Regions from separate parts of the Anser cygnoides genome. Here region 2 is linked to region 1. A link is a contact called in public Hi-C data. All regions are on one chromosome and are shown on one strand. Each heading gives the region's core, a stretch centred on a gene start, on an enhancer-like site or on the middle of the called end of the contact. The rest is flanking DNA. Distances are from core to core; before and after follow the strand shown.

Region 1 (3,394 bases), core at 486-2,985:
TTTCTTTCCTGACTCCCCACAGGCCTGAAGTCTCCTCAAACAAGACCTTCTCTTTCCTGATTTACACAGAAGTGGACATTGGTGACCTGCTTATGCTAAAGCTGCAGTGGGAAAAAGACAGCTTCTTCAGCTGGTCAGACTGGTGGACTCCTTTTACATTCAACATCCAGAGAGTCAGAGTGAAGTCAGGCGAAACTCAGAAAAAGTAACTTGTTTTCATTGTCATAAAGTATCTTAGTTTTAATTGCCAGTGTTACTCTAATCATGGTATCTCACGGGGCGGGACAAAACATGGAAAGCAGTTGTAAATGAGTGCAACACTGATAGTCAGGGCTCCAGTAGCACCAAACCTGCATTTATTTCAGCCATGTTCAGCTGTTTGCCTCCACTGGGATCTGCAATCTGTAATTTCACTCCCACAGAATTCATTTGCATCCCACTGTCTCATTTGCCTCAGGTTGGTTATAATATGCAAGAGAGGATCTCAACGAGAAGCTCTGATTGTATTTGCAATTTCTCCTTTCTCTTGCTGGACACATGCACAGGTTTTCATGCAAAGAGCCTGCTTAAAAGTAAACTTTTCAGAAACATTTCCAAAAAATGCATTCACACTGGAAATGATTGCTTCGTTAAGCTGGATTTTCTGAAGAGTAGGACGTATCTTAATGGTGGGTGGGAAATGAAACACATGAATGCTGCAGATGTTGCTAATACATGAATGCTAAAACAGCAGTTAATCTGAGCAGTACTGCTTTCCCCTGAATCTTTTGAAGTATTTAGATTCATTAGACGTGAGATCTGTTAGCAGAAAATGGGTCTGGAACAGAGAATGTGCATGTCCTGTGTACAGTGTTGTGAATAGTATGTTCCTCCTTTAAATAAACAAGGCAGTCACTTTATCAAAAAAACAGTTATCAGAGCTGAACAAATATAGGGGTTGGGAAAGTACTGATAAGTAGAAAAGCAACCACTCAGGTTTGCTGGAATTGGCAACCTACTCTGTTTGCAAATATTCAAGGGAGCAAGGCTTTCTTCCAAGATCATTAACCTAAAGGAAAAGTCACACGACTAGTGTAAATACAGAACCAAGAGACTTCGAGGTAGAGCCTCTGCTCTCTCAGCCACAACAAGGTTTTATGCAAAGGGCTAACAAAAGTTTGAGGTCCATACATCCTGCATTTACCAGTTTTTCTTACACGGTGATTCTTTTCTTACGGAATTTTTTCTTTATATTTTTTAAAATAATTTTCTGCCAGTGATTTTCCCAGGCTGGTAAAGCAGTAGTGCCCCACGTGGCAGTGTGAACACTGCTTCCCAGCATCCTGTTCCTGCAGTTAAAAGAAGATGTCTGGCTCAGTCATCTAAATGTCCAACATCTATTTCACAGGGTGGTGTTCTGTTCTCGAGATGGCACCTCACGTCTTGGTAAAGGAGAAGAGGCAGCAATATTTGTGAAATGCCTGGAGCAGCCTGTCAACAGGAAAAGGGGAGGGTAAGAGCACGCACCATTGTCTTAAGGTTGTGGAAACATGAATGGGTTTCATAAAACTTCGAGATTTGATTGATTCTGCACTAATATTCTAAACAATGCAGAAACATCGCAACTCAGTCTAATTTGAGGTTTGCTTGTAGGAGCTTTTGTAGCTTAAAAGCCCCAGACTGTTCTCTGCTAACCATCTCCTCATGTGGTTGTTACCACACCTGCAAAGCAAGTGCAAGTCCCTCTCACACTGTGGTGGTGGTGAAGTATAAATCTTACTGTTAAAGAGGGTTTACTAACAAACCCTCTGGTTTTAGAGGGCACTAACACAGAGGAAAGCTTTCTTCTGTCTGAAGGAGTTCTATGTTCACCCTTAATGCAAGGACATCCAAGCACCCATGCTGAGTCAGTCCAGAGCCCTTCCTTAGGCTAGACGTGGGTCTGGAGGCTGGTATAGACAGAAACAGGGCAGGCACATGGAGGTACTCTCACTGGCACACTACTTTCCTCTGGATTAGTGACTTCCTGAGATTCGCACCTCAAATTTATAGCAAGATTACATCTGCGTGTTTAATGCATATTTTTTTCCTGATTAGTAACTTTTCTGACCCAGAGTAAACTTTAAATGTGAGGACAATTTTACTTGGACTTTATCCACTAAAGTTTGAGCTGGAGAAGCGGTTATATTTATTTTAGTGCAGTTGCTATCAGTGAAAGGTCTCATGGGGATACTTGTAGACTTAGATCTTTTTTTCTGCATAAAAAGGCACATGTGCTGACCTTCACTCCAGGGCAATGACCTGGCGAGGCCTTGGGAGCTCTGTGTGTGTGTGTGCATGTGTGTTTGTCTGACACACCTGTAAAATTCAGTGGCGGCCAGGAACGGCCCAACCACATAACTTATTTTCCTGTTGAGTATTGTTTTTGGATCTTAAGTCTCAAAACAAGACAAAAATTGAACAAGTGTCTTATGTCTTTCTCTTCACCTTGTCTGTATTGTTTTTTTTCTTCCCACAGAGCCAAGAAAGCCTCTAAAGAAAATTCTGCACAGGAATCTGCTTAAAAGTGACAAGAATTAAGATTTTTTTTCCACACTGGGGAGGAGGAGAGTCTGTTCATCCCAATGAACTGGATGTTCAGAACCAAATATATAGAAATATTTATCCGCCACTGGCCTTTTTGCCTGCTATTCCTAGCTACTTAGGAGGCTTCTTGTAAGGAAGTCTCAGCATACAAAATACTAACCATAAAGATACATTATCGAATAGTTGTTTAAAACAAAGAAATCCCCGCAACAAATTGCCAAAGGCTTGAGTGTTAGGAAGGAATAAGTGATTTTTGCTTAATCATGGTGCCTTGTGACAAAGTTTCTTGACATCAGTTCCTCTATAGCAGTTTTGTAGTATTTATTGAAAAGAAGCAGAGACCTGTACCTGGTTTCTTTCTGGAGTCTTCTGGAACTGGACTTTTATTTCCTCCTTGCTTGGCTATCTGAATTTTCAGACAGTTCAGTGGCTAGAGTTCATTGTCTTCAGGTGTGTGTTTAGCAAATAGGTAGGCTTCTCATGTGAAAAAATACTTTTGCTGTGTGTAAAGCTGTATCCAAAAGATGTCAGGGACTGACTCAATATGGGGATGAATTTTTTAGTTTGTGGTTATGAATGTGCTTTACTGGGGGTAAATGCCAGTGCTGCTTAGCAGTACTTATGGTCTGTTAAACTATATACTTCTATGCAGCGTAACCTGTAATAAATAGCAGTTGTAGGAGAAGACAGCAATACCAGTGTCCTATGCAGACATTCAGCTTTTCATTTGTGCTTTCATTCCCCTGAAAATGGAGCCATCAAACCTCCAACACTGTGCTGAGTAAGGAACGGCAATGGAGTTGAGCTACCAGAAACTGCAGGGAATGGA
Region 2 (3,699 bases), core at 148-2,647, 320 kb before region 1:
CAGACCTGAGATGCTGTTTTATCCAGATTGCCTTTTGACTGGAGTTAGCCGCTTCCAAAATTACACTTAGGTCTTATATGAGAGGGAATTAGTTTGCTATCCAACAACAATCCCCTCACCCCTGCTCCCCCAAAAACAAACAACAACAACAACAAAAAACAACAGAGGATTACATAAGCTATGCAATTGGTATTTGTTTATTTATTTATTTAATGGAGATTATGGAAGCAAGCAGAACAAGGAATGAACAAGGGAGCTAAGTAATTCAGTGTTGATGTGTGCCATCAGACAGTTGTTCCAGATGTTTTTATAGAACGAGGAAACAAAGGGACAGTTCCTGGATGAACAGACCTCCCCATGTGAACAGACTGTATATATATAGAAAAATATTGCAATCACTCACATTAATGCAGGGGTCAAAGTAAGGGTAACCCAACCTCCTGGCAGTGAGACATATACCAAAGTCTTCACGTGGCAGATAACCACAAGCAATGCACTACACGCATGGACGATCAAGGAGGTAGGGTTTTCCAGGGCTGTTCACAGGCAGGAGATAATACTGATCACCAGGGCTTGATTACACACCACTATAGGTGGAGTTAGGACTGGTTAGCCTATGGACCTCAGGGCAACCCAAGACACCCTGAGAGCCACTTCTTGGCTCCTTTCCTCCTTCGTGTAGGGTCTGGATTACCCATCAATCCCCACCTGTACAAAATATTACTGTCTGGCACCAGAACGGCACCTGGAATGCATCATCTGCTCAAGAACATGAGTTGGTCACCCTTTGCTTAAAGCCTTTGTGGGTAGATGGGACCCAACTTTTTTTTTTTTTCCCCTTTTTAACAAGGAATTAATGTAAAATCAATTCAACTTTTTAAAATGGCATGTGTAGGAGTGATGAAACCTAAAGGTTTTAACAAAGTGATCCTCTCAAGACATACTTGTCCATGGGAAGAGTACACAAACTTGGATTTAAACGTAAAAAAGGAGACCCAAACCTATTACGAAAGAAAGGGGGATGCTTTTTTTTTTTTTTTTTTTTAATTATTAACCACCATTATCTCATGGATTGCTTGGAGAATCATTTTTATTTGACAAGTGGACAAAAATTAACATTGAGCTGATCTCACTTATCTCAGTAAAATGGACAGATCAGGTGATTAAAGATAATTGCATGTTTCTGTAATTACTGGATTGTCTCTTAACAGTGCTGATCAAATAATTTAGCAGAAACTCTGTGGCGAAAAAGTCACTTTATCAAAACCAAAAATTTCTATCAGAATATATCAGCTCCTGTACTGTATTTAGTTATTAAAAATTTATGGTTATTTATGGGTAAAATATTTTTTCTCCCCAGCTAATATTACTTTTATAAAGCTGTGAATTTGCTATTTGCTCTATGTGTATTCATGATCAGACTTTAATTTAGAGATATTAAAGCAATTTGAATATGCAGTACTTCTGAAGCTGAACAAGTGATAGATGATAGGCATTATTAAATGCAAAAGAAGAATCAGACAGTATTTGTACTGATCTATGCCTAGTAAAAGACACCTATTAGACTTTGGCATACACTCAGACTATCAGTTTGCTTTTTAGAGACAGACCAAAGTCTCCAAATTTAATAAGTTAAAGAATGAAATTCATTATGGAAATATTAATGACTAGTAGCCAAAAATCAAAGCTTAAAAGCAGAAATGTTTACTAACTAAGTTTTGTCTGTATTTATAAAATGTTTTGTTCATATTTATCTATTATGTAAATCAAAAGGTCCAAAAGAACTTCATGTTATGCTTGATGCTTAATTATTCATGTAGTAATATTAATACTAAACTACATATGCAGAAGATGTTGGATTTTGTGAAAGTTGTGATATTTTTTGTTTGTTCTTTTTCCTAAAGGAGCTATAAAGTAGCATTAATTTAGATTGTTGTTTCAGGCATACTACTCTGCAGAATGCCAAAGTGTCCATGTATTCAGAGTTTACATATTTAACATTTGGGGTTAAGTGTGTGCCACTCCCTCTTCAGCTATGAATTTGGAAATCTGCACCAAAACTGCTTTGGACCTTTTTCTGGTATTTATGCTGAATTATGGATTATTATGGATTTCTAGCCATTTGATTTAAAAATACTGAATCATAATTTTTATTACTCAGAAATTTTCTATTTCTGGCCAACCAATATGAAATCTTAGAAATCCCTCATTTTCATAGGCAGGAGCAGATGTCACCTCTCTCTGCATAATTCTGCATGTTTTTAGAAGCATGGGTGTTACTCTAAGGCATGTCTGACACATGGTACTGTTGCAGCAGAGCTGGGTCCAGAGCTTGAGACTCACTGCAAGCCTCCTATTTGCTTTGGGGATAGGGTTGGAATGACTTACAGGAAGGTCTTCAAACTCTCCCTTTCATGGGGACTGCACCTTCTTTGACATATAATTGATGCTGGCAGATTAGTGCTAAAAACTTGCTTTTATTTTTCATAGGTGACTGGGAATGCTTCTTCTAATACATCCTGAATGTGGAGAGAACAGTCTCATGAGTGAACTTCACAGCTGGGGCAGATTTTGTAGACTTATAGCCTAGTAATGCAGTAGTGGTCAAAAAAATCACAGGTTTTGTACAGAGTTTGCCAGGCCTCAGAACTACAGCAGGCTTGCTTTGCTGGAAATTTTCTTGACTGATTGGAGTTTTGTTTTTACTTTATTTAGCTGTAGTGTCATTTGTTCTAATGACCATGCAGCCATGTCTGATTTTTTTAGTTTTGCGTATCATTGAATGGCACAGCCATGATTTTTATATCAGTAGTAGTAAGTAGTTATTCAGTTTAGATCAAGACACGACTCTAATGCACTGATGTAGTGTAGAGGAATAACAGGCCTGGTATGACAGCAGAAGACACAGGATGCTGTATGGAAGAGCATGGGCATGGAGTGGCAAGAGCTAGGACACAGGTTGGTTCTGGCCCCAGATCCCCAGTGGTAAGTTAGAGAAATGCAGACCTGGAGCTGGGCAAAGCTCTCTGTAGGAATAACAAAGAGAAACAAAAAAATGCAAGTTTTTCACATACATAAAATACATTGTACATAGTAAACTCAGGTATAATACTGCAGACCGGTAGAGAAAGAGCAAGGTTTGAAAACATCATAGAAAGCATCATATATGTGAAAAATAATAGGAAAGAGTGTAAGAAAGAGAAAGCAACATAATATGCCTCCTGTCAAAGAAATGTGGATGCTGACAATTTATTCCACCCCTTCCCCTCTAACAAAGTGGAAACTGAACGTTAGGACCCAGGAAAGCAGTAGAGGGTGAGTATAACACCAGGAAAAAGTGTGGAAACCAAGAACTATGTGCGTAATGTTTTTAACTATATCATTATTGAGACTTATGTCTTGCTAGTAGTAAGTAGTATTCTTTTTTCTTTTTTAACGATTTTGTAATAGTTAGAATCATAGAATATCCTGAGTTGGAAGGAGGGACACACCAGGATCATGAGGAACACAGGCCCTAGGGAACCCCACTAGTGACTGGGTGACAGCCTGATGCAGCCTTTTACAATAACCCTCTGAGCCCAACCCATCAGCCAATTGTTCACCCATTATATTATGTATTTGTCTAGCTGCATGCTGGACATTTTGTCCAGAAGGATACTGTGAGAGACAGTATCGAAAGCTTTACAAAAATCCAAGGAG

The links. Hi-C and Micro-C count contacts between places; a contact is called where the count stands out from the background.
Region 2: a contact with region 1 is called in a Hi-C map of liver, with 2.8 times the contacts expected there. The contact joins two enhancer-like sites. A contact is called at or near these places in 2 of 7 Hi-C or Micro-C datasets (both in liver).

The regions. Positions count from the first base shown.
Region 1 is chrZ:32,944,597-32,947,990 of Taihu_goose_T2T_genome, reverse strand. LPL (lipoprotein lipase) reads left to right here. Exons shown (of 10, transcript XM_048051490.2): 8 at 23-205; 9 at 1,388-1,492; 10 at 2,498-3,394. The coding sequence ends at 2,543. Among named protein-coding and RNA genes, the nearest start is that of LPL, 14 kb to the left of the region's middle. Within about 2 kb of position 1,735, at least 2 of the 3 cell types and tissues checked have open chromatin away from gene starts, as enhancers often do. A contact at or near this core is called in liver, where this site is marked.
Region 2 is chrZ:33,259,974-33,263,672 of Taihu_goose_T2T_genome, reverse strand. No RefSeq gene overlaps it. Among named protein-coding and RNA genes, the nearest start is that of ABCA1, 35 kb to the right of the region's middle. Within about 2 kb of position 1,397, at least 1 of the 3 cell types and tissues checked has open chromatin away from gene starts, as enhancers often do. A contact at or near this core is called in liver, where this site is marked.